Regions from separate parts of the Mus musculus genome. Here all the other regions are linked to region 2. Evidence: chromatin contacts called from public Hi-C and HiChIP or PLAC-seq data. All regions are on one chromosome and are shown on one strand. Each heading gives the region's core, a stretch centred on a gene start, on an enhancer-like site or on the middle of the called end of the contact. The rest is flanking DNA. Distances are from core to core; before and after follow the strand shown.

Region 1 (2,968 bases), core at 394-2,893, 1.0 Mb after region 2:
ATGTATCAAAAGATGGCCTAGTCGGTCATCACTGCAAAGAGAGGCCCATTGGACTTGCAAACTTTATATGCCCCAGTACAGGGGAACGCCAGGGCCAAAAAGGGGCAGTGGGTGGGTAGGGGATTGGGGGGGGGGTGGGTATGGGGGACCTTTGGGATAGCATTGAAAATGTAAACGAGGAAAATACCTAATTAAAAAAAAAAAGAAAAAAAAAAGAAATTCTGCTGACCACAGAGGTAAACATTTAGAATGTAGCTTGACAAGATATTATGTATATTTACAAAAACAATAGAAATGACTTCCCACCAGGGCCTAGACATGGGCTTTTGTTAGGTTTATAGTAATAGACATGAACTTTCTCCTTTAGAGCAGGCCTCAAATCTAATCAGAGAGCAGTTTATCAATCCCATAACAGTCATTCCACCATTTGTGCCAATTGGTGCCTCATGCTGCTGTCAGGTCAGTGGTGTGGCATGCAGGGTCCATGGCTGAGTAAGTCTGCTAGTAAAAATCTCCTCCTAGCACCCTGCACAACACATTCTGGTACTATGAAAGCTAGCCAACATAATGGTGGCTTGATTTCTCTTTGTCCATAACCAACCAAAATATATGGTGTCTTCAGGCAGGGTCTTACAATCTAGTTCTGTTAGGTAACCAAGAACAGTAGAAATAAATACCCTGTGTTGTTTGGAGATCTTCACAGACCTCTCTGGCCAACAATTTATAAGGAAGTAGACTAGCTTTGGCTCTGGGATTGTCATTTAATAGCCTGTGGCTTCTGGGAGTCACCTTATCTACCCATGCAAGGTACCTCTGTTCAAATTCTTTTTTTTTCTTTTTCTTTTAGCATCCACACTTGTATGTAGTGTATGTTAAACATATTTTTATACCATCCCTCCCCTCCCCACCTCTATCCTCCACCCATTTGTCTGCTTTGTCTCCTAGGTTTACTTCTACTTTCAAGTGATAGATACATAAATACATAGATAGATAGATAGATAGATAGATAGATAGATAGATAGATAGATAGATAATTTTACTTACCTATATAAAACCCAGAAAGCACAAGTGAGGGAAAATATACAATATTTGTCTCTCTTCTATTGGCTTAATTTGAGCTGCTTTTTTTTTTTTTTGAAAATTCTTCCTTGAAAGCCAAGCTTATAAAGTAGTCTTTATGAAAAATGCAATTAGGTTCATTAAATTATTCAAAGAGCAGAGCAGATTTAACTTTAAAATGATCAGTTGTTTGCCCAGTGAGGAGGCTAGACTAGGTTAAGAGACATTAAAAACTGTGAGTTTCGAAAGGTCGGTGCCAGGTGAACTGTTCTCCATGAAGGGGATATTAAAAGTCCAGATGCCTAGTAGGAGCCTAGGGCTGGGAAAGAAAAGGGAAGTCGGATTGTTGGAAAGAGAGGAACCTGAGGCTTGAAGCCGAATGTGTGCCTGCCCGCCTATGGTCCTGCGCTCCTTCTGGAGATGTAAATCCCGAGGTCCTCCGCAGAATGGCTGGCTTCTGCAGTGACAGGAGAACGCTCGGGACTTGCTGGTGCTCTTGTCTAAATTGTCTCCCGTCTCTGCTGTGACAGACTGGCTGTTCCTCAAATAGCTATCCTGCGTGAAAACAGAAAGCAACACTGAACACACAATCAGTGACTATTCTCCTCTGCCACACAGAACCCCCACACAAAACCAGCCCTGAGCTCCAAGAACACTACGTCCCTTTTCATTCTAAGAGATAATTGCAGTGCAGTCGTGACCAAAAAGAAAAGTCCATTTTTAACCACAGCCTCACAATCACCCCATCCAGATGAAGAAGGCCAAATTCTCTGAGGCTCAGTTCCAACATTCCTGGGGCTTATAAAGAAAGGGATTTGAGGGGAAGTATGAAGGCAGTTGACAAAAACAAAAACAAAAACAAAATTGTTTGTAACTAATATGTCTTTTGGAAGAGTGATATCCAACCCTCAGGAGCTCATCTGGTGACCTACTGAGTGAGGTTCTGTCAAAGAGGGTAATGAGTGACCAGAAGATCTCTGTTGGGTTTCTTCTATTAGTCAGGTGCTAGGCAAGCCCCTTGAGAGAGAAGTCAAGAAGCCGTGGGAACGTATTGTAATGTTGCTCCTGTGGGGCCTCAGGTAAAATCCAGCATAGACTTGTCAGGTCAAGAAAGGCCTGACAGAAGAAGAGGCATTCAAGAGGCAAGCCAAGTAACAAGTAGAAAGGAAGTCAGGTGCCCCTCGTTTACAAATGCAATAGTTTCCCATCGGCAGTTTCCAGTGATCATTACTCTAGTTACTCTAGTAATGACGTTTCTCACTTTCGTTTATTATTTTTTACTTTTGAAAAATTCTAACCTAATTACTTGACTATTCCATTTCTTTGCTGAAAGCTGTTAGGCAGTCATTCTGAAACATATGCTTTTGTTTTCATTTGCATTTAGACCATGGATTTTGCAATCCTGTCTGAAGTGCTATTTAGAACATAAACAGATGACACTTACCAGATTATGCCACTAGGTGGTGCACACATAGTCAATTGTAGGATAATAGGGTTTATCTGCAGATGACACTTCATCATCACAGAGGCGATACAGACAATAGAAGCTACGGGTCGGGTCGGGTCGGAAAGAGGTGGAGATGGGAAGCACTATCAGAAAAGATAGACTTTGTTGCTAGCTGGAGAATGGCAGAGCAAAACTATAAAAATGAGAAGCCTCAAAGGCATGGCAGAGGAAAAGCCATGGGGAAGAAGGAACTGCTTACTCTCCATAATGATGAGTTCCTACTTAACAGGGTCATTGCAGAGGGCATAACAGAATAGTTGAATCAGTTAAACTAAATGACATCAGTCCTTCCCAGGTTTTGTTCTGGGCGCTGGAGGCATAGAGATGAAATGGCAGAGCCCTGTCATCAGTGACGTGATATATAGACACAGAAAAAGACAAAACAGAATGATACGAGAGATC
Region 2 (2,851 bases), core at 186-2,685:
TATTTATGAAGAATAATTAAAGTTGGGCTAGTCACAAAGAACAGCAAAGATAATCGAGGTCCTGTCCCCCCTCCTCCCTTTTTACACTGTTTGCAGTGTGTTCTCATGATAGCCACCTGCTCCCTGCTCGGCTTTGCCTCTGTTCGTTTCCCCGGCAACCTTTCATTGGGTTTTCCTCCCAGCTATCGCTTTCAGTTGGGCTGCTCGGTCTAATCTTATTTGTTTTACACCCATCAAAACAAGCAGCCAGACAAAGGCAATCCTCTAAGAATGGGAAAAAGACCATAGCTTTGTTATAACATCTATGCAGAGTGAAAAGTCCTCCTTGGGCTTCTCTGATTTTTTAAAAAAAAAAATGAATTTATACCTTTCCCCACTACCCAGTCCCCAATCCCCTGAAATATATTGCTGGTGAAAATTCAAAGTCAAAGTGGGCACTCATGGCATCAATTCGTGCCATTTTGTGCCATATCTTTAGGGTCAACACCAGGAGACAGGAACAACACTCAAGGAGTTTCCCTGTTTCTTTTTCCAGAAAAAGACGATGCTAAAAATAGATTTACTACTTCGGCAGAAAGGTTTTCCACTTCCCTATCCACATCTCAAAGTCCTGTTTCACAATTGCATCTGCTGGTACTGAATCTCACCTCCTCCACCCCTCATTCCCTGCCTTCCCCATCACTCCTAGCACGAAGACTGAAAAAGAAATGTGCCTTTAACTTTAACAGTCGTGTAATTCGGCTGAAGGCTCACAGAGGCGGTGGACACGCCAGCCAACAGTGACGGTGACATTGTGATTGTCAAAAAAAGACACCAACCTTGCTTGCCTAAAATGTGTTTGATGGAAGGAAGAGACAGTATATGCCTTGTGTGCATGCAATGCCATTATACTTAGAGGCAGATTCTGAATTTCAGAAAAAGAAATACTAATACACACATGCACACACACGCATACCAGAATAGTGATTTACGATGCAGTCCACCATCCTTACACACACACACACACACACACACACACACACACACACACACACACGGCTGGAACCTCCAAGCTGCCTTCTTTTCACTTACCATCTTCAAGCCATTCCACTCCATCTGTGATCAGAAGATGGACCCTCACACAGTGTGTCAAAAGCAGAAAGGAGCGTTATGTAAAAGCTGACATTCCCTTCTTACAGAGCTGCTGCCCAGAGAAGGAAGCAACAACTCAACACGCCAGGCACCGCTACACATACAAGCCGCCTCCTCTTTTTATGAGGTCATGACAGGAAACTCTTTGAAATACAAGATGCAGCGTTTACTGAAGCCCAAATAAATCACTCTCTTTGCCGTTTTGACTGCGCAGTCCCCAGAAACACAACTGCCCATCTCAACGTTCAGCATCCAGGAGCTGCCTCTCGAGGTTTACATTTCCACCAGCACAGAAATGGAGAGATTCCTAACCCTGCTGCATCCACCCAATGCCCCACAAAACCCAGGCATGTAGACAAGCCTCTTCTCTCTTACAAAAAGAAACCCCCTTCCACCCCCTCAGATGGTCTCAAGTAATAGAATCTCTTTCAACAAACCAGCAATTATTTCAGCCCATCCCCACCCTCGGCTTTTATGTGGAAGGGAAAACTGACAACGACCTGTTAAAAATGACAATCTCTCTCCCCACTGCTTTTCAAAAAAAGGACCTACCCGCACGCTACACAAAAGATATAGTAAATGAAGGAACAAGAGAGCAGCAGAGAACTAAACTCTCGTGCAAGCATTAAGACTGGCCAAGGTGTAGACGCTTGTCTTCCCTCTAGCAACACGAACAACAGATTACATATCTAGGCATACCTACCATAACCATTCTTATTGGCAAATATTGGGTCTCGCAGCGCTTCGACTCTTCTCTTAAAATTTGCAAAGGTTTCAGAATATACTTAAAAATGACTACTATTGTTTTATATATATATATATTAAAGATCCACAGACCACAGTGTGGATGATTGTAAAGTAAATCTATTATTGGGAGGGGGTGGGGTGGGAAAGAAAGGGGGAAAAAAAAGAGAGGAAGAAAAGGCGCAGTGAGCTGAAACCCCCGATTCTAGGATGTAGATAAGAACAACTGAACAGAGCCTTGCTGAAATTGGCTCGAAGCTTCCCCTTTTTACATCCATTTATGGGACCATCTGTCAGCTGAAGCCAGACTCTGATTGGCTGGGGAAACGAAGGGAGGCGTTGCAACATCAGGTGCTATTTAAATTAGCTACTGCCAGATTGACGATGTTAATGATCTGGTGACCTCTACAACAACAGAGACCAGATTTCTGAACTGCTTCTTGTGTCTGGTAATTAAAGCCCGGCTGAAGCAACAACAGCCATGCTTGTATTTTTTACCTTTTACCTTCTTCCAGCTCAAAAAGTCCTGTCACAACTGCAGGTCATTGGAGGACTGCAAGCCTTCGCAGTGGGAGTGTCCTTCCTTTCTGGGTCCTGGGGGATACAGGAGCCCATCCCTCCGATAGAGGGCTTTTTCTGTGGAGAGTATTTTCAACCACCTTATCTTTCTTGACAGTTGCTTTCTAGCGAAATGCATATTTAATGATCTGCCTCTAGGCTTAAAGATACAACAAAAGCACTTTAATGTGCTAATAATTCTACATTTTAACTTTATTATTTCCCAGTATCGCTGGTTTTCTGTAAGTAGTGCTGCTTTTTTTTTTTTTTTTTTTTTTTTACAGCTAACATGACCAACATTTCAAAAGCATTCAAGTTTGGGATTAAGCTTGTTGAGTGAATTGGGTTCACAACTTTGCCTTAAAAACTATTTCCTAAGAGTTTAAGAAAGAAAGAAAGAAAGAAAGAAAGAAAGAAA
Region 3 (3,073 bases), core at 28-2,527, 1.3 Mb after region 2:
AACTGAGGACTTTCTGGATTTTCTATCCTGCTGTGGGACTCAGAAACACCCACAAAGAAGTAAGTGCTATGCAAAGAACAGACTTTCTATTCACACATATCTGGGTTTGAATCTTGCCTCAGCTACACAGTAGGTGGGTGAGCCCCTTTGAATAGGTTGCATAACCTAACTGACCTCAGTTTCTTTATGTGTAACTGGGAGCTATAATTGTATGATGTTCTGGTTATGGTGAAGTTAAGGGAAATAACTATATACATTTTCAAAGGTTTCCACGAAGACTAGTGGTCTTTGGCATCCTAGCCTGTCCATGTTGTAGCAAGAACACAGATCTGACATTAGAGTTCCAGATGTGAGTTCTGTTTTATTTTCTGAGAGCCTTGGCACAGTTATATAACCACTCCAGACATTAGTTCTTTAACTGTAAAGTGAGGCTGACAGTGAGTTACGTCTTGTAAGGGTTGCAAGGGTTACATGGGGAAGGCTATGTTGTCCTGAACTGTTAAATCAACGTGCCATATGCTCAGTGATATTAGATATCATTCTCTCACTTTTCCTTCCTGTCATTTGTCATCCTTTTGTTGTGAAATGGTAGAGTCTTGATACTTTCAGGCAACTCTCCAGTTATTACTATTTACATTTTATTGTCCTGACAACTAATAAATATGCTATTTTCAAATGGTTGACAGAGAGAGAGAGAGAGAGAGAGAGAAGGAGAAAAGGAGAGAAGGAGAAAAGGACAAACTAGAATCATAAAGTTACTCAATGATTCTCCAGCCTTTGTTTCTGGTCTGGTTACAAGCTAATTTTGGGAAGAGGGAGCCTGAGTCCTGAGCAGGCTGGTTTCCTGTGGCTGTGTCCATACTGAAATCAGATAATGCTGGCTCTGAAGTATGGTACAGCTAGCCAAGGGAAAATACCAAGATTCTGTCAGCTAACTGCTGTCATTTCAGACCTCAGTGGACCCCTCAGAGTGGGCCTTCTGACATGTTCATCAAACTATTTTATTTATCCATCTGTCCAACAAAACCCATTAGACATTGGAAAGAGATGGGAATAAGTGGCTATGTATTTAAGAAGATAGGTTTTTGAGCAAAGAGGACAAGGGAAAGAGAATAAAGGTCCTGGCAGATGAAAGATCTGCTGGGCTAGGGGGAAGGGGTCATCAGGGAGCAGAGGGGAAAGAACTTCCTAGAAGAAGAGAAACCAGGGCTCAGACTTCCAGGGTGAATAGATGCAAACTAGGCAAGAAGGGGGTGGAGCCACCTTCCTGGCAGAGGGAGAAGTACAGGAGAGAGGCCAGATGCCAGGGGAAGGATGCTCTGTCCAAGCATTCCACGGTAGCTGGGGCTGGGCCAGGAACAAGCAGTGATCAATAACCATGGGAGAAAGACCCGTGAAAGAAGCACATTGAATATGCTGCAATAACAGTTACAAAACATTGTTATTGTTTGTTTCCACTGGCTTCCTAGATAGATGAATATAGATAATAGAACCATAGATATGAGAACTCTGGCAGGCCCAGAGACTGCCCAGTCAGTCTCAGGAAATTAAGAAGTTCCAATTAATTCTAGTCACAAAACAGTCTCAGTTGAGCAATTACTGTGTCTGGTCTGATTCGAAACATCAAACCTCTTCAAAGAAAATCATCCCCACCCTCTGGGCCTGTCGAAAATAGGCTGATCATGGTGACCCACGTTCATACTTCTGGGGGTCAAGCAGGATAAGGGAGCACTAGAAAGAGACAGGACGGGCCTCTGATACTTAAAGGATAGCATGGACTATTCCACATGAGCCCCTTAGGGACCCCACTTTCTAGTGCTGGGTGCTAGAGGACTGCTTAGAAGTGTTAGAGCTGGGGTTTAAAATCCCAATAGGTCCAGCTCTAAGTTCCACCTGGCACACCATCTTGCCATCCTCTCTTCTTCCCTCCCATGTCCTCCTGGAGGACAGGGACTGTGCTTATGAACTCCAGAGAGGCTGGGACTCCTACAGCTCTTAATTTTTCTCTACCTACAGAAACCCCTTCCTGTAGGCCTGGTCCCTGATACTAACCTGTCTGTCATCCCTGATGACCCAGCTCTGTTGACCAACACCAGCTTCTGATTGCTCTTAGCCACCTTGCCTTGTACCAGTTGACGCCCACATTCGTGTCAAAGTGTGCCCTGGCTCCTGAATGCTCACTGTTTGGCTGGAAAACTGAAATGCCATTACCTTCATTCTCCAAGCCTCCTTCATCCCCCCAAAAGGAGGTTTCGAAGGTTTTATCTGCTTTTGTCAAGTTTATCACCATAATTCGAAATGCTGTTAATATTACTGTCAGCAGAGATCTACAAATTACAAAGTTGTAAAGTTACTTTATAGTGATAACTGTCAGCTTTCACTTGTGGCGCTGCAAGCTTGGCTCCATGGAAACCATGATGATGATAAAGAGCCTATATTGTTTCAGGATTGCAGCTGTGAGCTGGCAGGCAGGAAGCATCCTGGCTGACTCCCAAGTTGCCCAAATCTATTTGTCTGCACCCATGTTCACTTGTACACCTGTGCACACCAAGTACTTGTCTTCCCACTTTCTTGTTGCACAAATGTGGGAGCATTCTCAAAGCCAAGGCTTTCCCTGAGCTCAGTTTCAACCAATTGCATCCTTGAGCTTAACTTTGTTCAGCCCAGAAGACAACAGGGACTGTCAAAATGTCACAACACAACTGCTTTAAAAGCCACTGTTTAATTGAGAACCACTAGGAACATTTGAGGTTCTAGTTAGACAATGTAGAACAATGATGTCAAATAATTTTTGCCCTTAGACAAAAAAAAAAAAAAAAAAAAAAAAAAGGCAACTCAGGAAAGTAGATAGAGGTCTGGGGAAAGGTTTAGGCACCTTAATTGACACTGTTAAGTGCATTATTGAGCAAAAAATGGATGTGTCAACCCCACCACTATATACTACCCTGCTGCCAAAGGTGGACAGAAGCTTTAAGCTTCTCTGGGGAGCGAGGTAGTGCTGGCTCTTTTTTCCTGGCTACTGTCATTAGCCCAGAGAGTGTTTTCATTTCTGGCCATCAGTTTATGTTAGACA

Evidence for each region. A called contact is a pair of places that touch in the nucleus more often than the background predicts. HiChIP or PLAC-seq counts read pairs in DNA pulled down with a chosen protein or histone mark.
Region 1: a contact with region 2 is called in a Hi-C map of cerebral cortex, with 4 times the contacts expected there. The contact joins the enhancer-like site here to the promoter of Elavl4 in region 2. A contact is called at or near these places in 2 of 484 Hi-C or Micro-C datasets (cerebral cortex and cortical neurons) and 4 of 115 datasets of contacts at active chromatin or transcription factors (embryonic forebrain, embryonic hindbrain, embryonic midbrain and 1 more).
Region 3: a contact with region 2 is called in an H3K27ac HiChIP or PLAC-seq map of neural progenitor cells, with 20 times the contacts expected there. The contact joins the enhancer-like site here to the promoter of Elavl4 in region 2. A contact is called at or near these places in 3 of 484 Hi-C or Micro-C datasets (the N1E-115 cell line, cerebral cortex and cortical neurons) and 8 of 115 datasets of contacts at active chromatin or transcription factors (SST interneurons, VIP interneurons, astrocytes and 5 more).

Annotation. Positions count from the first base shown.
Region 1 is chr4:111,325,663-111,328,630 of GRCm38.p6, forward strand. All of the region lies in intron 5 of Agbl4 (ATP/GTP binding protein-like 4), which reads left to right. Among named protein-coding and RNA genes, the nearest start is that of Bend5, 88 kb to the right of the region's middle. Within about 2 kb of position 1,644, at least 37 of the 459 cell types and tissues checked have an H3K27ac peak or open chromatin away from gene starts, as enhancers often do. A contact at or near this core is called in cerebral cortex and cortical neurons, where this site is marked.
Region 2 is chr4:110,285,399-110,288,249 of GRCm38.p6, forward strand. Elavl4 (ELAV like RNA binding protein 4) reads right to left here and starts at 1,436. Exons shown (of 7, transcript NM_010488.4): 1 at 1,072-1,436. The coding sequence starts at 1,095.
Region 3 is chr4:111,620,749-111,623,821 of GRCm38.p6, forward strand. The region is part of intron 11 of Agbl4 (ATP/GTP binding protein-like 4); the gene reads left to right. Among named protein-coding and RNA genes, the nearest start is that of Spata6, 98 kb to the right of the region's middle. Within about 2 kb of position 1,278, at least 3 of the 459 cell types and tissues checked have an H3K27ac peak or open chromatin away from gene starts, as enhancers often do. A contact at or near this core is called in the N1E-115 cell line and neural progenitor cells, where this site is marked.